Linked DNA regions of Sus scrofa: all the other regions are linked to region 1. The links are chromatin contacts, called in public Hi-C maps. All regions are on one chromosome and are shown on one strand. The core of a region is the stretch at or near the end of the contact, and the rest is flanking DNA. Distances in the headings are between cores, read along the strand shown. Region 1 has its middle 120 kb from the start of NUAK1. Region 2 overlaps LOC106507478 (a long non-coding RNA gene). Region 3 overlaps LOC102160723 (a long non-coding RNA gene).

Region 1 (2,991 bases), core at 319-2,818:
ACCTCCATATGCTGCAGATGCGGCCCTAAACAACAATAATAGTAATAATAATAATAATAATAATAATAATAATAATAATAATAATAAATACTAATTTAAAATTTACTTTGTTGCACCAGTCACACGTCAACTGCTCAGTAGTCACACATGGCTTGTGACTGCCCGTTGACAATACAGATGTGGGGTATTTTGATCGTCTTAGAAAGGACAACTGGATGGCACTGGGCTGGACATGGGGGAAGTCATAGGAACTCCATTAAAAGCCAGGGAGTATCAGCCATGTCCTCCAGCCAGACAGTACCACGTTGGCAGTTTATCCTCCATCTGAGTGCTGTGTTTACAGTTCTAAATGTATTTTGTCCCGGGGGCCATGGGACAGAGATGAGATGGATGCCTTCCAATCCCAACATAACCCAGCAGGGACAAAGGTCTAATAGACCGGCAGACCGAAAGGGGAACTAGAAGATGGGGGCCCAGCTGTCCAGGACCAGAGAATGCCAGACCCAGCACCCACTGAGATTCTCGACCCCCAAAGAGATTTGGGGGGAGAAAAAGTGGTGACGTCCTTCAGAAACATAACTCAGACAACAGCTGGGTTTCTGGAAACACTTGAGATGCAGATAAGATTGGCTTGAAAGCTCATTCCATTCTCCAGGCAGTCCAACTCTCTTCTCCAGACTTCTGAGTATTCTTGCCATCCTCCTGGCCCTTTTCCACCTTAAGAATAACCTCTCTCAGCTACGGAAACCCAGAGCTGACGTTCAGTTCCCACCTTGATTGTGATACAAAGCATCCTGCCTTGCCCCCGCCCCACCCCCACAAGTGTTTGAGAAGCCGTGAAGGGACTGGATCCTGAAGTCAGTCTGCCTAGACCTCCTGTCACTTACTGGCTTTGGGACCTTGGACAACTTCCCTAACTCCGCTGTGCCTCTGTTTCCTCATCGGGAAATCTGAAACAATAATGAAGTTGCTGTGGGGATTACAGGGCTTGATTTGTGAAAATTCCTAGGAGAGTTTCTGGCACAGAATAAGTCCTTAGAAGGGGTTGGTTAATATTTGCAGGTATATTGACAATCCCGGGTTCACAGAGGAAAAGTGGCACCCTGCCATAAACAAATCAAATAGCCAATTAGCCATTCCTGGCTAATTACATCTGTTCGGCTTCTTCCGCAAAAGGTTCTAATTAACCCCCGACTGTCTGGGGTATCTGTCTCCTGGTCTTCGCTTCTTTTTCTCCTTGCTTTGGCAGGGGGTCCCCAGAGTCGGGGTCCTGGCTGGCTGTAGCAGGGTATGGAGGTTTACAATGCAAGTCCCTGACAGCAATTTTACAAGAAGTTTTTTTTTTTTCCCCAGCTCAGATTTACTACTCTTGGTGTGTCTATGCCAGGGGGATTTCAGGCTAAAAGAGCCATCGTTATCTATTTCAGAGGAAGTGGGAGATGGGCGCTTCCAGACACTGTCTGTGCGCAGTCGGCTGCGGCTGTGAGTCAGTCATTCCTTGTCCCCTTTCTGCAGAGTCAAGGCAGGGGGCTGGCCTGGAGCTGGTCGAAGATTTATTTTAGAGTGTTGCTTAAGCCCAGTGCAAGCACCACGCTTCAGAGAGAGAAGACAAAAGAATCTCCATGAGCAAACATGGGAGGACTTGGCATTGATCTTAGAGTCCAAAGTCTCCAGCTTTGCCCCTTCCCGCTCTGTGACCTTGGGCAAATTACTTCACCTCTCTGGGCCTCAGTGTCCTTCCATGCAAAACGCAGTAGCTCTCTGGCTGCTACCGCAGTTCAGCCTGCTGCTGTATTTAAAAGACGATAGTGCATTTACTAAGCCTGGTATGCAGTGTGGGCTCAATAGGCAGCAGTTTTAACTTATCCAGTGCTCAGAACATTACAGTGAGGTAGGTGCTATTGCCCCATCTGAGCCAATCCCAGAGCTCACAAGCTGATGTACTTTGGAGCCAGGATGACAGCCTCACAGAGTCCACGTGTTTTGATTTTCTTTGTCTCTTACGTGAAATGCCCGAATGTATTCTTTTTGGAAAAACTCAATAATTCAAAAGCATAGAGAGGGAAGAGGGAAGTTTTCCCTTACGTGCTGACCGCACTCTCTTCCTCAGAGATACCCCACTATTAATAGTTCATTCTGGATGAGTGTTGTCCATTTTCTATGGAGTTCCATAGTTTTCACCTCACTTTAAAAATCTATCATCTATCGATCGATCCATCTAGCCAGTTCTGTGACTCAATTTTTGGCACTTAGCTTTATGTCTTGGAAATTTTTCCATATATATACAAAACTTTGTATTATGTTGGGAAACCACATTAAGAGTCCATAAAAATGACTGTGTGATAGATTATGTAATCTGATTTATTAATGGTTTCTCTATTGAAAATGTTTGGATTGTTTGTCGTGCTTCACCTTCGAACTTCATTTGGTGTTAGTGTAACAGGACTTTAAATTCTGATGTAATTGTATCTGTCAGTCTTTCCCTTACAGCTTCTGAGTTTTGTGTCTCATTTAAGAAGGACTTCTCAGAGTTTCCATCATGGCGCAGTGGAAACAAATCTGACTAGGAACTATGAGGTTGCAGGTTCCATCCCTGGCCCAACTCAGTGGGTTAAGGATCCGGCGTTGCCACGAGCCATGGTGTAGATTGCAGACACGGCTTGGATCCCATGTGGTTGTGGCTGTGGTTGTGGCTGTGACTGGCAGCTGCAGCTCCGGTTTGATCCCTAGTCTGGGAACCTCTATATGCTGCAAGTGCAGCCCTAAAAAGCAACAACAACAACAAAAAACGCCTTCTCCCCAGTCTTGAGGTTGTAAAAATACCCTCCTTCTATGTTCTCTTCTGGTATAACTAAAACCCCATCATGATCCTAGAAGTGGGGCCCAAAACATTGTCACTTAAGAGGCGGGGTTGGTATTATAACCCTGAAGGTGAGAATTAATTGTCAATCACTGATCGCGCTATATCTGAATTCATTTGTTATGAGGCAT
Region 2 (2,730 bases), core at 132-2,631, 130 kb after region 1:
TTCTGTGCCTAGAATGTGTCTGGCACATAGTAGGTGCTCAGTAAATATTTATGGGTGAATGAATCTATGGCACAAGGAAGAGATCATTGCGTTGGTGGGTCTCCAGCTTGGCTCATCATGAGAACTGCTTCCCGAGCTTTTCAGAAAGCCAATGCTACACCTCTGGAGATTCTCAAGTGAGGCCCAGGAATCTGATTTTTAGTACACTTCCAACAGATGCTGGTGCAGCCAGCTCAGACCCAGGCTGCAGGAAAAAATGTGGCATCCACTGCCACCATGCTATATTGCGTCACTAAAATGTGTGATTTTTAATGCTTCTCAGAGTAAAGAAAACCACCATTTATGTTTCCCAGTTTCATGTGGCTGATCTTCCGTCCTTCTGACAGACTTTCACATTTCCGAATGTTACAAATTGCTTTCTTTTTCTGGGATGTCAGGACATAACATTGGATCTTGGAGGCAACTGGCCCTTCCCAATGGAGCCCCCCAAAGTCATGGCTAATTCTTGTTCTCAATCCAATTATCTTTTCACAAAAGAAAGAAGCCTCTCTTATTTATTCTAGAGGAGAGAAGACTCAGGGGTAATCTAGGTGCCATTAAATATCAGTGACTCTTAAGTAAGGGGAAACAGAATTGTTCTAGTTACCAATAAGGTACATCTAAGATTGGGGTAGTCCTTTTAGGGCCACGCCAGCGGCACATGGAGGTTCCCAGGTTAACTGAACTGGAGCAACAGCGGCCGGCCTACACCAGAGCCACAGCAACTTGAGATCCGAGCAGTGTCTGCAACCTACACCACAGCTCATGGCAACGCCAGATCCTCAACCCATGGATGGAGGCCAGGGATCGAACCCGAGTCCTCACGGATACTAGTTGGGTTCGTTAGCCACTGAGCCATGACGGGAACTCCAGATTGGTGTAGTCTTAAGTCTTGTCAAGCCAAGAGAGTTCCAATTGACATCTCTTATTCTGGTGTCATTATTGATAGTGTCCCTTTTTAGTCTTAAACATGAACTTGGGTTTGGGCCATAAATAAAAGGGTCATTCCATGTAAGACCAGAAAGAAAAAAAGCTAAAGGAGATAAGTTTCTGTTCATTACCAGGAAGGAATTTCCACGAAAAGTGAAAAAATAAAAAATAAAACAAAAAAGCCCAAGATAAGCAATAAGGCTGCCAAGTTAGGGAGTGAGTTTCCTGTGCCTGGAGGTGTTAAAACAGAAGGCACATGGCAATTGGTTGGGGAGGATGGAAAGGAAGTAAGCATCAGAGGATGACCTTGGAAGTCCCTTTTGACTCCACCTCAGGGGACAGCAGAATCTGTGATGCCTGAGCTGTGGCAGGAGCATGCATCACACCCACACCCAGGGGGAGAGAAGCTGGGAACAGCAGGGCCTGTCCTCCTCCTCCTTGGGTGGAAGGCCATCCCTTGGGCAGTAAATACAAGATGTTTCCCAGTACTGAGGAACTGGAGAAGGCTCAAGGTATTTGGGATTTGGCTCTTAACATCACACCCGAGGTCCAGTGGCCTCTGCTGAGCAGATGAGGCAAAGCCTCAGGATGTGAGTGCACTAGATGGCCTTCCTTTCCTGGGAGCCACATCTGCTCCCATCTGTCATGGTGAAAAGTGCATAAAAATTTAGGCCACCACTCTGTCCCCTCCCCTTCCACCCCCAGGTCACTGGGCAAAGGTCCATTTGATCTTTGGTGGAGTCTGACCCCGGCTCACACGGAGTATCTCAGAGCTGTGCCAGGCGTTAGGGAGTTCCCCAGCATTCTTTGGGGGAGTTATCACTCTCAGCCCTGCCCTGCTTTCTAGGCCCTTCCACAGTTAGAAACTAAGGCACTGACCACTGCGAACTTCAAGATCGCACCCTGCGTTGGCTGCAGGGCCAGGGAGCTAAACCCTAGAATTGGGCACTTTTTTTTTTTTTTTTTTTTGGAAGTCACAGTTTATCCTTATATATTAGATTAGGAGAAAAATGAAGAAACCACAGGTAGCAGGAAGAAGCAAGAGTCTTCTAGGGTCTGGCATTTGATGAGACAGCTATCCAGTTACTGTGCATTTCTGATGGGTTTTCCATGGCAGAACATAGGGCAGACTCGTGCATGCCCAAGCAGGTTACTCTTATGTCCCAGCTATGTCGCTGGCAGGGTGTTGCTGCCACAGTACGGACTGTGCCCCAGACATAGGGGGATGCTGGTCTGCTCCCACCGGTCTTTATGCCATTCCTCACCACACGTGCTCTTAGCCAGAGTCCGTTTTCCAAGTTCCTGGTTTGGCAGACAACATTCTGCTCAATACAACTTTTGTCACAGGCTGAGATGAGACAGTTGCTTTCTGCTGAGGAACCTAGTGATGGGCTTTGAAGGGACTAGTAGCCAATTTGCTTGCGACATCAAGACGATGTGCAAGTTTCTTCCATGTTGGAAAGGAGCCGAGTCCAAGAGTTGGGTGGAGACACCATCTCCCCACAGTTGTCTTCACCCCCACATCCGCGCCCAGCAATACTCACTTCCGGGCCCCTGAGATTAGGGCGTGGGGCCTTTGCCTCCCGTGACAAGACTGTGCCCAGCAGGAGGGCTCCCAGGCGGGCCTCCTGGACCCTCCCTCCTTGAGCCCCCTTTTTCGAGCCCTCCTCCTCCCTCAGGCTGGAGTGCTTTTCTTTGTTGCAGAATGGAAGCTTCTGGTGCCCTTGGCTGCACCAAGTTGGAGAAGAATGTGAAACAGAT
Region 3 (2,827 bases), core at 118-2,617, 250 kb after region 1:
CTCACAGGGATATTGCGAAGGTTAACTGAAATAATCTCTGTAAAACACCTAACTCCTTCATAATAGGTTTAGCTGCCGATGAGAGAAAATCCAAAATGAGAGCATCTTAAGTGCCCAAGAATTCATTCCACAGGTAACCGATGCCAGGAGCTAGCAGACCCCAGCTGAGGTGTTGATCTCGTGAAGTCATAGGGAGCTAGGAGCCTATCTTCTGGCTCTACTATTACTACAGAGAGAGAGATGCATCTGAGAGAGAGATGGCACCTTGCAGGTAATCTCACGGTCCAGGCGTCACAAATGCGGAGAAGGCTTTCCTCAAATGTCTGTCCATCTTTTAAGAAGCCCTTCCGGTAGTCAGTGCCAACATCTCCGTTCCAGACTATGGGCTAGAACTGGGTCACACAGCCACCCCCAAACCATGAGAGGCTGGGAAATAGAGACTTACATCTCATGACCTCAAGAACAGAAGGGTCCCGTTAGGAAGAAAGACAACTGGGCTGTTAGCAGGCACCTGGCAGTCTCTGCCGTAGGACCTGGTAGAAGCAAGCGGCCAGTTAAGGTTCGTTGTTACTGTTCTTGGTGGTGGCAGCGCTATGTCAACAAAAACAGGTCTTTAAAGCGTATTCCTATTCTTCTGGAGGACCAGTAGGATAACACAGGTGATTTCAGGCAGCCACACATCAGTACTCACAGGTATTTGTAATGGGTGCTGCCCTGACAAAGTTATTCCCAGTAGAGAACACAGACCAGCTGTTTTAACGCGGCTTAAAAAAAATAATAAAAAGTTGTTTCAATCTTAGAGCTATTCTATAACTAGTAAACAAATATGTGTTTACCCCTAAGCCCCATGCTAAGTGAGGACGATATAAAAACACAGGTCCCAGTTCTCTCTCTCTCTCTCTTTTTTTTTTTTTGTTTGGTCTTTCTGCATTTTTCTAGGGCTGCACCTGTGGCATATGGAGGTTCCCAGGCTAGGGGTCGAATCGGAGCTACAGCTGCTGGCCTACACCACAGCCACAGCAACACGGGATCCGAGCTACGTCTGCGACCTACACCACAGCTCACAGCAATGCTGGATCCTTAACCCACTGAGCGAGGCCAGGGATCGAACCCGCAACCTCATGGTTCCTAGTTGGATTCATTAACCTCTGAGCCACGATGGGAACTCCACAGGTCCCAGTTCTCTAAGGGCTCACAGACAGGTGCTAGAAGCAGCCAGTAGAGCATCACGGTGCATGGAGGACAGAGGTAAACACCAGCGGTCCAGGAGACACAGGAGGGATGGCGGGGATGACCCGTCCTGGAGGCAAAGGATGCATTCCAGAGGAAGCAGCAGGTTGTGCAAATCCCAGTGGGAGGGAGGAAGGGCCCCAAAGGGGAAGATGCCACTCTCCCCAGGGACAGAGACACCAGAGGGAACCATGCGGTCTCAGGGGAAATGTCAGTACAGTGGCTCCATGTGGCTTTAAAAACCAGCAGCACATCCTCAGTGGAGAACAACATCCATCCTTCTGAGAGTTCCTGTCGTGGCTCAGCGGCAACAAACCCAACTAGGATCCATGAGGATTCAGGGGTTTGATCCCTGGCCTCGCTCAGGGGGTTAAGGATCTGGCATTGTCGTGCGCTGTGGTGTAGGTGGCAGACATAGCTCAGATCTGATGTAGCTGCGGCTGTGGCGCAGGCCAGCAGCTGTAGCTCCAACTCAACCCTTAGCCTGAGAACCTGCATACGCCACAGGTGCTGCCCTAAAAAGAAAAAAAAAAAAAACATGTCCATCCTTTGAGCACTGATTTGACTTTCCAAAACAGCCAGAAGTCATTGGAAGCTAAGTCATGCAAACAAGTTGAGCAACTGAGATGGGAGTTTCTATCTCAAGGCAAACATGAGGTAGGGGGCGGGGAGCAAACTAACGGGACTGACATTCTTGTGCAATTCACCGCCTGACTTAAAAAACAACTTCCTCCTAAAGGAACAGAAAGATTTGTCCCAACAGTGGGCAGCACTTGACAGTAAGTCAATAAACAACCCCCTAAGGTGACCCCTTGGGAGGGGATAACACGTTGGGATGACTTGTCTATTAAATGTCACATTACATGATGGCTGTGCTTAATTTGTGGTTTATAGAGTCAATAAAAAGATCACTCCAGTCCAAATTCCTGGTAAATATTTCAATGCGGGACTCAGTGTAAAAATAAATTATCTCCATTCTCTCTATTAAAACTCTGTTTATTGTTCTACAGGAAATTTTTTAATGGTTCATTAATTAACATATACTGGTCCTTTAAGGAAATATGGATTTGCTGAGATTTTTGTATCTCCCCGATTTCAAAATATTCAGAAAAGGGTAACTCTTTTAATATTCTCCTCTTACATTTATTAAGTTGCTATTTCCAACCCCCTGCCCCTAAATATTTCTCAAGGTACCCTCTCCTCTTTTCCTCTTTGCCAGTGTCTTGATCCAAGCCCTCAGAAGCCCTCACCTACTCCAGGGAGTCACTTGCAACTGCTTTCCCTGTTCTTCTCGCCCCTTTTCCGTGACGTGTCCACAGGCTGCCTCCAGAGAGGTCTTTCCAAAAGAAAAGTGGAGTCTCCTCTGTTGCTTAAAGCTTCCCACGGTATCCCCTAGGAGACCCTTTAGAACCTCAAGTTCCACCGAACATCCCAAATCCTTCCCTGGGAAGAAAAATACAAGTCCTGCCTACTTTTCCAGCCTCATCTCTCCTCACTCCCAACCTGACGTTCCCAATTCCACTAACAGGTGCCACCCTTGTTCCCAAGACCAGCCTCTAATCCATCAGCCAAACTTGTCCCTTGACCTTCCGACTAT

Evidence for each region. A called contact is a pair of places that touch in the nucleus more often than the background predicts.
Region 2: a Hi-C map of liver shows a contact between it and region 1, with 6 times the contacts expected there. A contact is called at or near these places in 1 of 5 promoter capture datasets (liver) and 5 of 47 Hi-C or Micro-C datasets (liver and skeletal muscle).
Region 3: a contact with region 1 is called in a Hi-C map of liver, with 7 times the contacts expected there. A contact is called at or near these places in 5 of 47 Hi-C or Micro-C datasets (embryonic fibroblasts, liver and retroperitoneal adipose tissue).

The regions. Positions count from the first base shown.
Region 1 is chr5:14,210,648-14,213,638 of Sscrofa11.1, forward strand. No RefSeq gene overlaps it. Among named protein-coding and RNA genes, the nearest start is that of NUAK1, 120 kb to the left of the region's middle.
Region 2 is chr5:14,340,735-14,343,464 of Sscrofa11.1, forward strand. All of the region lies in intron 2 of LOC106507478 (a long non-coding RNA gene), which reads right to left. Among named protein-coding and RNA genes, the nearest start is that of NUAK1, 250 kb to the left of the region's middle.
Region 3 is chr5:14,457,939-14,460,765 of Sscrofa11.1, forward strand. All of the region lies in intron 2 of LOC102160723 (a long non-coding RNA gene), which reads right to left. Among named protein-coding and RNA genes, the nearest start is that of C5H12orf75, 300 kb to the right of the region's middle.